Regions from separate parts of the Mus musculus genome. Here region 1 is linked to region 2. A link is a contact called in public promoter capture Hi-C data. All regions are on one chromosome and are shown on one strand. Each heading gives the region's core, a stretch centred on a gene start, on an enhancer-like site or on the middle of the called end of the contact. The rest is flanking DNA. Distances are from core to core; before and after follow the strand shown.

Region 1 (5,995 bases), core at 563-3,062, 310 kb before region 2:
TGGACAAAGACTGACAAGAGTTGTCCTGTGCTATTTGTCGCTAATGGTAGGAAGTGCCTGCACTCTATTTTTGGTGAGAGCAGAAGGAAGCAGAAAGAAGCAGAAAGGAGAAATGGGCTGAAGGTGATGAGAAAGACTTGAGACCCTGGCCCTCAATTTATCCAGAGTTATCCCTGTGGCGTGGTTACTCAAAATCATTTCATTCATGTTGGGTTCCTTGACTGTTACTGTGAAATGTAAGCTTTGCAGATGTTGGTGACAGAACATGCAGAGGGGGCCAGAGAAGTCCGGGATAATGGATCTTACTGAAGCAGATGGGACTATTAGTCACTTTGCTTTCTCAGTGACAGAACTGTGTTTTGGGGCTCCTTGGTGCTTTTTCTAAATATATCTTCTAGTAGATGCTCTCTGATCTTAAGCTAGTATGCATGTTGTTTTCATGACTTGTGACCCAATGAGTCCTGACTGACTAGTGTTATTAATGCAAACAAATTACCTCAAAGTGTAAAAATAAAAATATTTTAAAAAGTATAAAAATAAAAAAAATATTATGCCTGTGAATTCTGCCAATCATTAATTAGGACAGATTACAATGAAGATGGCTTATATTTGCCCCACAATGGCCTAAGCCTTATCTGGAATGCAAATAACAAGTGTACAATAGACTGAAACACCTGGTAGCTTCTTCACTTACATGCCATCTCATGCCTGGATTGGTGTGACTTGAAGGCTGAGTTCAACTGTGATAGCAACCAGAACACATGTCTCCTCCTTGTGGTTAGGAATTCCTCCAACATGGCTGTCCCCGGACTAATTGGAGTTTGTGTACATAGGAGTTTAGTTCAGTAAACAAGGCTGAAATTGAGCTTAGCCTCTCTTCTGCAGCATCTTACTGGATAAAGTAACTCCAAGCCACCTGACATCCAGAGAGTAGTAAGTGATTGAGATTTTTCTTTTGATCTGAAAGATCACATATAGGCAAGCTGTTAACATGCCAGATAAATGTATCGACCAAGCTAAGAGCATCTTTGCTAAAAACTCATTGTGCCTTTTTATGTCACTCAAAGACTCTTCACTGGCAAGAAGTAAAAAAGCAAAGAGCTTATGAATTCCCAGCAGAGTTTCCCCCCAATATTATTTCAGGAACTCCAGACGACCATTAACTTTTTCTGCGCTATTTCTTAACAAAATCTTTGATTAAAAATTTAAGCAATGGCAGAGATAGCAGGAACCTCAGACCAAGCTGATTTCCTTTTTAGGCAGAGAACTTTAATTTCATCAATTATTCTCTGTTATTTGGTGTAAAGCCGGGGCTAGCAGTGGCAACAGCTGGGAGGATGTGTAAATGGAAGATGAGATCATGCCTTTTTCTCTTCAGAGATCTTGTGCAGATCAATTTTCATTCTCACGGTCAAGTTCTCAAAGACTTCTGACCACGTCCATGCCAGTAATAAAGAGTTTATTAAAGACAAATACTCCTTCGCTGTACGAAGTCCAAATGGCTCTGTAACTTAAAAGTGAGTTAAAACAGAATTCCTTCAAGAGACGAAAGTAGACTCAATTTTTACTTGCCTTTTTCATGTTTATTCAGGAAGCGTTCTGTCGTTCCCTCAGCCTGTGAGTCACTGTGAGAACTGGAAAGGTATCAGATAAAGCTGTGAGATATCGGACCGTAACCTTGGGCCTAAAGAAGAAACTCTGGATAAGCCGCCGTCAGATGCGTATCACAGGCACTGTGCTAGGAGCTACTGTGAGCACTGTGGTGATCAGTTAAGCTTCCTGACATCTGCGACGGTCAGGGCTGAGAAAGGCAGAACCATGCCTCATCCAAAAACACTGGGAAGCTGAGTGCCAGCCACAGCGTTCACTCCCTCCCTCCAGCTCACCAGGGAGTGTGTCCTTCAGTGTCCTCTGTCATCACGAAAACAATAATGACATAGCCGCATCACATCAGCCGTTAAAATCTGACAAGATTTTTAAACACATAAATACTAAACACTGAAGTTCTTTTTAAATTCACTTTGCATCCTGACCACTGCCTTCCTCTCCTGGTCCCCCCATACACCTTCTCCTCTGAGAGGGTGGAGACCCCGCTGGGAATCCCCATCAAGTCTCTGCAAGGCTAGGCCCTGAATTTCTTGATATACATTAAAACATTAAAGCTGGGCTGATGAGATGGCTCAGTGGGTAAGAGCATCCGACTGCTCTTCCGAAGGTCTGGAGTTCAAATCCCAGCAACCACATGGTGGCTCACAACCATCTGTAACAAGATCTGACGCCCTCTTCTGGAGTGTCTGAAGACAGCTACAGTGTACTTACATATAATAAATAAATAAATCTTTTAAAAAAATTAAAGCTGTAATCTTGTCCTTCTAGTCAAAATGACCCATGGACCATCATTGATGTGGCCTTGGAGTTTGTTGGAAATGCTGTCTGAAGCTTCACCCAGACCCACGGAATTTGAATTTATAATTTAACAAGACTGCCAATGATTCAGTGATCTCTTTTAAAGTATAATATTCTGATAGAGGCTAGAGAGCAATTCCAGATCCATTATTAAGTGACCTGTTGACCAATGCAAAATAACCCTAATAAAGTTAAAAGTCTAAGGATGCTAGAAATTAAGAACAAAAGGGACTAGGGTCTGAGATGGCTCAACCAGTGATGTTCTTACCTTGCAAACAAAAGCCGGAGTCTCTAGACCCCGTGTTAAGACGATAATAACAACAAAACTCAAGCATAGTGAATTATAATCTCAGGAGGGTCGCAGATGTATTAATGAGGTCAGTGGCCATCTAGCCTGTTCTACTTAGTGATCTTCAAGTCAGCAAGAGTCTCTGACTCCTAAAAATGGTGGATGGCACCTGGGGTACAACAGTTGAGATAGTCCTCTGACCTTTACACATACAGAGATAAAGAGACAGACAGACAGGGACACAGAGAAAGACAGACACAGAGAAAAATGGAAAAAGACAAAGCAACAGAGTGTTGCACTATCCATATAATTTCCCAACTATCTGGCAGGGGAGATAATATAATCACAAGATCATTGCATTCTTGATGTGCTATCCCCTGAAGTTTCCCTAGATTTGAGAAACTTGACTTCATAATTTTCAGTAGTAAGGGCGGTCTGCATTTGTTTGATAAAAATAGAAGGCAGGGGGAGGAAGAAGGAGATCAAGAGGGAGGATGTAAAAGTGGGCCTAGTGAACTAGTTTAGTTATGATTTCCTGGAAGTTTCGGGATTTTGAACACATGAAGAGTCTCTATTATTAGACTGAGCTGAGTGGCCTCTTCTCTTCCTGCATGGGTGAGGCCTGGCCAAGCAAGTCATTGTAGTCACCTCAATGGATGAACAAGATGCCTCAAGCTACACTGGGTCGCTGTGATAACCCAAATCAAACCAAGATGGCAGTATGTAGGATGGGCAACTAGTGCTTACCCCACCTCATCCCTCTTTGTCCATCGGGTCCTGTTTTCTGTTCATGCTTGTTTCCTCCACTGCACTGCAGAACTCTCGAGGTTAAGGTAAATGTGTGTATCTTCTCTGCAAGTCCTAAATTCTCAGCATAGTGCCACTGTGAATTAGATGGGGCATGTCTGTTCCATCCAATGTGGTACTCTTTTCTGCTCTTTAGATAGTTCTAGCATTTCTATGGCCCCTCTGCATGTGTACCCATCTCAGAAGTTTTTATTCTTTACATATACGGAAGGTCTAGATTTTGATTGATTAATTGATTATGACCTGAATTATTATGTGCAGTAATGGGGATCAAGCCCCAATACCTTGTGTATTTTAGGCAAGTTCTCAGTCCTTGACTTACAATCCCCACTCTCTAGATATTTTGAACACACATATATTTTTTATGAACATACTTTTATGAAGGTTTCTTCATAATACTCTGTGAAAAAATTATGGCCTCATAATTTGTTTCAACACCTAAAGTTGAAATAATCAAACCACTCTAGATGTTGAAATAAGAAACAGCCACTGAATTTAAGTTTTACAAAATTGTGTACATTTATCCAAAATTAATAAATAATATTAGTAAATATTGGGTAAATGTAAGAGAGGAAGATTATGTAATATAGATAAAGAGCATTGAAAAACATTACTATCTCCAAAGGGTACCAATTCTTAGCATCTTTTAATGTCTTTGCCATAATTTATGAATGTCGGTTCAAACCCTCTGAGTTCTGTATGAGTTCTCCATATTCTGTACTTCCCATATCTTCTGGATTATGGATAAGGACTTGCACCGCATGTATGGTCTCAAGTACCTTCTTCCATTCTTTGAGTTGTGTTTTCACTTTCTCCAGCACGGCATCTGAAACACTGGCACTAATGTTTATTGCATGTTTCCTATTTTGTTGTTTATGTTTTAATGTTAAGTTCAAATGGCTGTTGCTGATAGAATACAAGTGAACAAAGATCTCAACCTGCTTCCTTTTAGAGATGCATGGTGTTGCATGTTACATTTAGATGTTTGATCAACTTCAAATTTTATTGACAGTAGGAAATACAAGAAGTATTTTAACTGTGTATGATTATTTAATTGTCTCAATACCATTCTCTAAGAAGACTATTCTTTGCTCCCACTAAGTTGATTATTTACCACTCTTTTCACCCCCTAGAAAAGAGTTTATCATAAGTCTAACTGTTCATCCATGTCAGCTCTAATTCTGGTGTCAAACAGTCTTCATTACTGTAACTTTGTTCAGCATTGTCATCAGAAAGTCTAAGCACATTGTTTAGCTTACACGTTTTATGAATTTCAATCAACTTCCTGATTCCCATTCACCTCAATTAGGACTCCCAACCTCAATTAATGCTATTTGACTCTTTTCGACTTCAGGGTGGTGCTCCTGCTATACTCCTTACCATTGTAAGTGAGTTATTATTTAGCAAACTCCTCAAAACAGAAGCCTTAGAAACAACTCATACTACCTACTTCTCTCTTTTTACTATAAGCAAAAGTCACCTGTTCTTATTGCATTCACCCTACACACACACACACACACACACACACACACACACACACTTCTCCCGTGTATACTAGCCTCTGTTTTTAATCTCTACCAACACTGTCCTCGAATAGAGCCCATCGTCATCTCTCCCATTATGGTTTGAACTATCAGCCCTTTCCTATTATGTGTCAATGCTTCCAATTCATCTTCCACACTGCTAGAAAGTCCTTATACTTATGTTATTATACCATTTTCCTCCTCAAAACCTCATTCACCATTATCTCGGCTAGGATTCTATGGTTGTGACAAAGATACTGTGACCAAGGCAACTTATAAAAACAAGAATTGTTTAACTGGGCTTCAGATTCCAAGGACTAGAGTCTTGTTGGAGTGAGGACATCTCCATGTGGCTGGGGCAGCAGCTGAGAGCTCACATCCTGATCCACAAGCACAAAGAAGAGAGTACACTGGGAATTAGTAGGAGTCTTTTGAAACCTCAAAGCCCTCCCCCAGTAAAACGTTTCTTCTGACAAGACTACATTTCTGTCTGAGTTAGGGTTTTACTGCTGAAAACAGATGCCATGACCAAGGCACCTCTTAAAGAAACAACATTTAATTGGAGTTGGATTATATGTTCAGAGTTTCAGCCCATTGTCATCAAGGTGGGAGCATGGCAGTGTCTAGGCAGGCATGGTGCAGGAGGAGTTGAGAGTTCTACATCTTCATCTGAAGGCCACTAGGAGAAGACTGGGTTCCATGCAGCTAGGATGGGGGTATTAAAGCCCATGCCCAATATGACATACCTAATCCATCAAGGCCATACCTAATAGGCAAGACATTAATAGTGCCGCTCCCCGGGTCAAGCATATACAAATCATCACAACTTCCTAATCCTTTCCAAACAGTTCCACTAACTGGGGACCAAGTATTCAAACATATGAGACTATAGGCCCATTCTCATTCAAACCTTCATACCTATGTAACAAACTATGGACTCCCTCCAAGATACTGCCACTGACTTGTTAGC
Region 2 (5,782 bases), core at 2,400-4,899:
GGATCCTGTTGCAGTGTCGTTCTTCCTGGCCAGTTGAGTGTGCGCAAGACTCTAGCACTCTCTGTTTACCTGATCAGAATCCAGCCCAGCTGAGCCTGGCGTTTTCATTCTGGGGTTTGGGGGGCACAAATCTCAAATATTTGGGCCTAAGTGTTTGGACCTAACAGCCATGTGGTATAAACTTAGTTTCACTCTGAATGAGAAACTGTATTATGGTTGATTATGAGACATTATAATTGTGTGACCTGTGGATCCAGACTGACCTGATTCTCTGGAAAAATTTAAAGCACACTGTAACACCTTTAAAAACGTTAGGTTAAAGATTGCCTCATAGAAGTCCTATAGTATATTGTAATTGATTAATTTGATTTAAAATATCATCATGTCAAGAAAATTCTTTGTTTAGAGAATATTATTTTGTGTACATTGTGAGAAGAACTATTTTAACTAAGAAGTTAAATTGTAGTTGTATGTAAACATGGTTTGTTTGTTTGTTTTCCTGTGGGCGAAGACGACTAACTCCATGCTCTGTCCTCCAGGTTTATCGTGGGGAAGGAAGAAATTCCCACGCACTCTTACTCACCAGAGACAGCGTATGCCAAAGTGGAACAGAAGAGGGAGAAGCACAAGGGAACGCCGAGAGCAATGAGCATAATCGCTCTGGTTCGGACTCTCGTGGACTCCGTGTGAGTGCTCTGTCCTGTGCTTCACTTACCCCTGTCGCTTATCCCGTGGTCACTGTGTATCGTCGGGCCTCCTTTTTCTCTTCAGGAAATGATGTTACTCTTTTGTTCCCAGCAGTGACTATACCTAGAGGTTATAGAATGCAGGGACTGGCAAGGAGATGTTGCTCATGCTTTCTCATTGGGTACCGCATCATCACATGCCTTTAAAACAGAGTTCGTGGAATTGGAACCATTTTCTGTTCCTCCTGGGCAGAGTTAAGGAGGCTGGAAAGGGAGGAGGCCAGAGACATGGCACATGCTCAGTGGCTGTGTGGACCGTTAGAAAGAGAACAGTTGCTGAGAGAACCAAGACGACACAGGAGCAAGGACAGTCTTCAAGTAAAGGGTGTTCTCCAGCAATGACAATACTCTGGGTTCTGGGATGGAATATTTATTTGTATATTATACAGAGAAATAAGTCTTTACATTCTGAATATTCATTTTTATATTACCATAATATTTAATAAACTAAATTCAGTGGTTTGAAGTTATGCCATCAGCCCTTAAAGCAGTCATGGCAGCCATGTTAGAACAGAGTGAGTGGGCAACACTGACAGGAAGTGCGTGGTAATTTCCTCCTTCCTACAATAAACGAAGGACAGAGATGGAGGGAAAAAAACCTATGGTTAAATATGAACACAGTTTAATTTCTTCCCCTATCATTTGCCTCTACCAGCTTGTGTCTCTGGAAAAAGGTTAAAGTACCATGCTTCACAAAATCCTTGTTGTCATCTGTGGTTGGCACTTGTGGAATTGCCTGTTGGGCTCTGTAGGCATAGGTGATAATCACGTTTGGCCAAATTCATTTTTTTGTTTCTTTGTTTTCATATTAGTCTATACTGCAAACAGAAGATGGGGACACAGAAAGTGTAAAGGCAGAAACAGGTGTGGCAGTGAGCTCAAACAAGTGTAACAACAGGCTTGGGTTGCTGCGTGAAGAACAGTGTAGTTCGCCTTGATGGAAGTAACTGAATGTAGTAGGGAGAGCATGAGCGGATGAATGTGCATGGCTCCTGAGGGCCGGCGCGCCTTCAGCCTTGGCAGGCCTTGCCTGAGCAGCTGCACTCAGGTAAAACTATTCGAGGATTATATAGAAGCAACCCTAAATGTTTGGGAGTAGCATTATAGGACACTGGAATCCACTCTGGGTGACCAGGGAAAGCTCACATGACAGTACTGATGACGTCGGCACTTTGCAGATGAAGCAGTTCTGGTAGTAAAACCTGACCTGTAGAAGAGTGATAGTTTGCACAAGGCAGGCCGGCTTCTGTAGCTCACCTCTATTCAGCACTTCCACGTGGCCAGATATGGCATATCATTCCCATGACTTCAGGCTTAGGGCGGAATGAGCTAGTGCCATCGAGTTTGACCAGGGAAGCTTCCTGTGCAGTTCAGCTGCAGTGCAAAGATTGGTTTTTGAGAGGTCTTGCACAGGGTTGGAGACGTACAGAGCCAGAGCACTGCTCTGCAAGCCGCTTGCTCTTATACCCAGGGGAAAGTTTGGTGCTCTCTTCACAGAAACAGTTAACTTGTCAGGAAGAAGCTACAGTGACTGCCGACTTTGGAACTTGAGCCCCTCAAAGAAAAGGAGTTCTGTTGAGATGCATGTTGGTTGACTTACATTTTTCTACCAAGGATGAATGAGGGGGTCATAGAGTCGGTGTCCCACATGAACAGTAGTCCTGGCAGAAATGTTTATATGAAACTCCAGACTGTAAGTGCTTTACAGTTAAGTCACAAATAGCCTTTGAGTTCCCACATGATTCCTATTTCCATATTTATTTTAATAACTGAATCTTGAATTCTGACACTTTATCAGGTTTCTTTTCCAGATGTTTCCTCTCAAATATAATTAAGTATAAATTCCTATAACCTGAATGCATTCTTATTATGATTTTGTTTAAGGACTGACTTCACGGATGATTTATGGTCATCATACTCTGTAACAAGAGATTTAAAGCTCCTAAAATTTCGTGGTGTATATAGTAGACAGTGTAGCCATGTTTTTCATATTCATTCACAAAGAAGTGCCAGTATCGTCTCCCTGCTCCACAGTGTGTCACTTGAACTGCAATCACATGTTTTGTACAAGGTGTTAGCAACAAAATTAAAGCAACACTCTTAGCTCTGCTTCTGTAGGTCCGACAGAAAGCTGTGAGCATTTAGGGGGGAAAGGGGGATCTTTTTCTCCTTTACTGCTAAGAAATTTTTGTATAGGCTTGCAATACACTCATGCACAGTATATCCATCCATAGGCACACCCAGAGAGGCATAAATATGCACACATACTTTAATTAGTTATGATTAGTGTTGTCTCTCTGGTCTGATTTCAGATGCAAGCATGGACCAAGGCACAGATGCTGCAAGCATTATGAAGACAACTGCATTTCCTACTGCATTAAAGTGAGTCTACAAAGGCGTCTCCCTGATTTTTGTCAACAGTTGCTGCTTTAAACCCAACATTAGTTTCTGTAGTAATTTCTAAGCAAATAGAAAAGACCATATCGTTCTGCTGCCATTTAATTTGTATTTGACTCAGATTACTAGAGCATGCCTATAGGTCAGCACTAAGGGACTTAACTGTGTCCATTCACACAGATTCCCTAGTCTCTAGGGCACATGGGCATTTTTTTTGCAAAACTATACTTCTTGCCTCCTGACTTGTCTCTCATCACTAGCTCTGGAAAGAGTGTCTGGGGCAGGTGGCACCATCTGCTCTAAGTCCCTCAGTTTTGAATGGTGCTCACAGTCCCAATGCTTTTTAAGAAGTCACTTATTTCTTACAAGGTCTGATTTTTTTTTCTTTTTTCTTTTTTTGCGGGGGCGGGAGATTAGTTGACCGAGTCATACAAACCTCAGATGTGCAGTTCTCTCTGCACGGCTATGGAGAACTTAGGCACTTTCCCACATCAGTGCTTGTAAGTGGAATGCCGAGACTCAGTGTTGATAGTGGCATTTGCCCAACTTCCTATTCATCTCAGAATCCTGAGAGCTGTGTCTAGGGCTAGCGACAGAAGAATACATTTTCCTTGTGCAGTGTCCAGATTTGATTTCTTGCCTCATTTTCGAAGTGGCAACAACAAATAAAGAAGACTCTACTGGCTCATAAAGAGGGAGATTCCGTCTGACAACTGACTTAGTCTATTCAAAGGGGGAGTTCAGGCAGGGCTGGGGAGCTGATACTGAGCGTTTTCTAGGAAAACAAAAAACAAAAAAAGACCGAGAATTGACACGCAGTCAGAAACCTAGTGACTCTTTAAAGTGTGTTCCAGGACTTAGCAGTTTGTGAAATATGCTAAACTGTCTGGAGACACGTGGGAGAGAAGTTTACACTTTGAAAATACTCTGAAGTCTCTTTTGCTTGTTTTTGGGTTATCTATGTAACCCTGGCTGTCCTGTAACCCTTGGGTGTGTACATTTTGAGCTCTCAGAGATCTGCTGGCCTCTCTCTCTGCTTCCTGAGTCCTGGGATTAAAGGCTAAAATACTGAAGCTTTAACAAGGTGTATCTCATTGCAGTGGAGCTTTGATTGCACCACGTTACGCTACAACCCTGATCGATATTCACATTAATTCCATTCTTCTCAGCTCACTCTGCTCTCAGCTGTCTTAGTAGGATCCTGTTCCTGCCCACTTCTGTATTGGCTCTGTGCTTTCTGTCCAGCCAGTGTGACATGTTTTCATGAAAGTGTCTTCTCTTTTGGATCAACTTAAATGTCACACAGTCAGTAGCTTTTCTTTACTATCCAGTCTAATACAAGTTTCTCTAGTGGCCAATTACTTCCATTGTGACACATTGTAATTTTTAATTATTATATTACTTTACTCATTTGGTTTCTCTTTCCATATAAGATTGTAAAGCGCCACAAAGACAAGAACTTGGTCTTGCCTGCCATGTTCCCACAGCCTTGTAATCCCAGTATATAATAGATAGATAGCCAGCAAATATTGCCTGAATGCAGAGACATATTGATTTTATTTTTTGAAAACTGGGTGAAAAAATTAGTCTGTTTGTTCTTTAGCACAATATCACAGAGATAAAAGGACTGTCATAGTATTGAAAAAATACTGGGCAGTTCCAGAGAGTCACTCACAGGAACTCACGAATGACTGGCCTATTTCATGGTCATGTGTTCACCGGGCTTCAGGAAAATCAATCCTTACTTTCCTGTAGCAATTCGGTTTTTCTTTTTTCTAGAAAAGAAAATTGTAATTGGAAAATACAAGTCTGACTTTTTGGAATGTAGCATGCAGGCCAAGGTCCCAGCTCTTGGGTGGAGATGCAGTGTTGAGTGTCTTCAGGCTCAGTTAGCTTCAGTGTAAAGCAGCATTCCTCAGTTTAGCTTCATGCAGTTACCTAGATAGAGTTCCCATCTCCTAGAAATTTCTTTAACTTGGTTAATATATATATATATATGTTAGATACACACACACACACACACACACACACACACACACCAGAGCTCCAAACACTGAAGTTATCTTCCATGCTTGTACTGATGATCAGACAGTTTTTTATTAAAATTTCCTAAGACAGGTGACTTTGTCCACTGCTTTTTTTGAATTTCCATGCTTGTATTCCTAAAACCCTGTGGTTATTGTCAGAAGAAGGTAAAAAGATGGCTTTGTTTCTAGGGCTTCATCAGAATGTTCAGCGTGGGCTACTTGATCCAGTGCTGTCTCCGGATCCCCTCTGCGTTTAGGCATCTGTTTACAGAACCATCCCGGCTCCTCTCTCTTTTCTACAACAAGGAGAACTTCCAGCTGGGGGCTTTCCTTGGATCTTTTGTTAGTATATACAAGGTAAGCTTATCCCAAAAAGAAGAAAGTGAGACGTTAATAAGGCCGATTGCTCTGTAGTTAAGAACTTCCTGGCTGCTCTTCCAGAAGATCCTAGTTGGGGTCATAGTATCTACATGGTAGGTCACAGTCATCTGTAACTTCTTTTCCAGGAGGTCTGGTGCCCTTTTCTGACCTTCATGTGCCCAGGCACATACATATGTGACATACACATACATGCATCCACACATGTAGGCAAAAGTCATACACATAAAGTAA

Evidence for each region. Capture Hi-C pulls out chosen DNA fragments and counts their contacts.
Region 1: a contact with region 2 is called in a promoter capture Hi-C map of adipose tissue. The contact joins two enhancer-like sites. A contact is called at or near these places in 1 of 39 promoter capture datasets (the 3T3-L1 cell line), 1 of 15 datasets of contacts at CTCF or cohesin (large pre-B cells), 37 of 484 Hi-C or Micro-C datasets (the 3T3-L1 cell line, 3T3-L1-derived adipocytes, the AML12 cell line and 22 more), 2 of 115 datasets of contacts at active chromatin or transcription factors (astrocytes and stem cell-derived neural progenitor cells) and 1 of 9 other capture datasets (adipose tissue).

What each region holds. Positions count from the first base shown.
Region 1 is chr7:89,466,533-89,472,527 of GRCm38.p6, reverse strand. No RefSeq gene overlaps it. Among named protein-coding and RNA genes, the nearest start is that of AI314278, 43 kb to the right of the region's middle. Within about 2 kb of position 1,812, at least 8 of the 459 cell types and tissues checked have an H3K27ac peak or open chromatin away from gene starts, as enhancers often do. A contact at or near this core is called in adipose tissue and muscle stem cells, where this site is marked.
Region 2 is chr7:89,153,773-89,159,554 of GRCm38.p6, reverse strand. It overlaps Tmem135 (transmembrane protein 135), which reads left to right. Exons shown (of 15, transcript NM_028343.5): 8 at 540-686; 9 at 3,059-3,128; 10 at 5,360-5,527. Among named protein-coding and RNA genes, the nearest start is that of Tmem135, 180 kb to the left of the region's middle. Within about 2 kb of position 3,649, at least 24 of the 459 cell types and tissues checked have an H3K27ac peak or open chromatin away from gene starts, as enhancers often do. A contact at or near this core is called in adipose tissue and muscle stem cells, where this site is marked.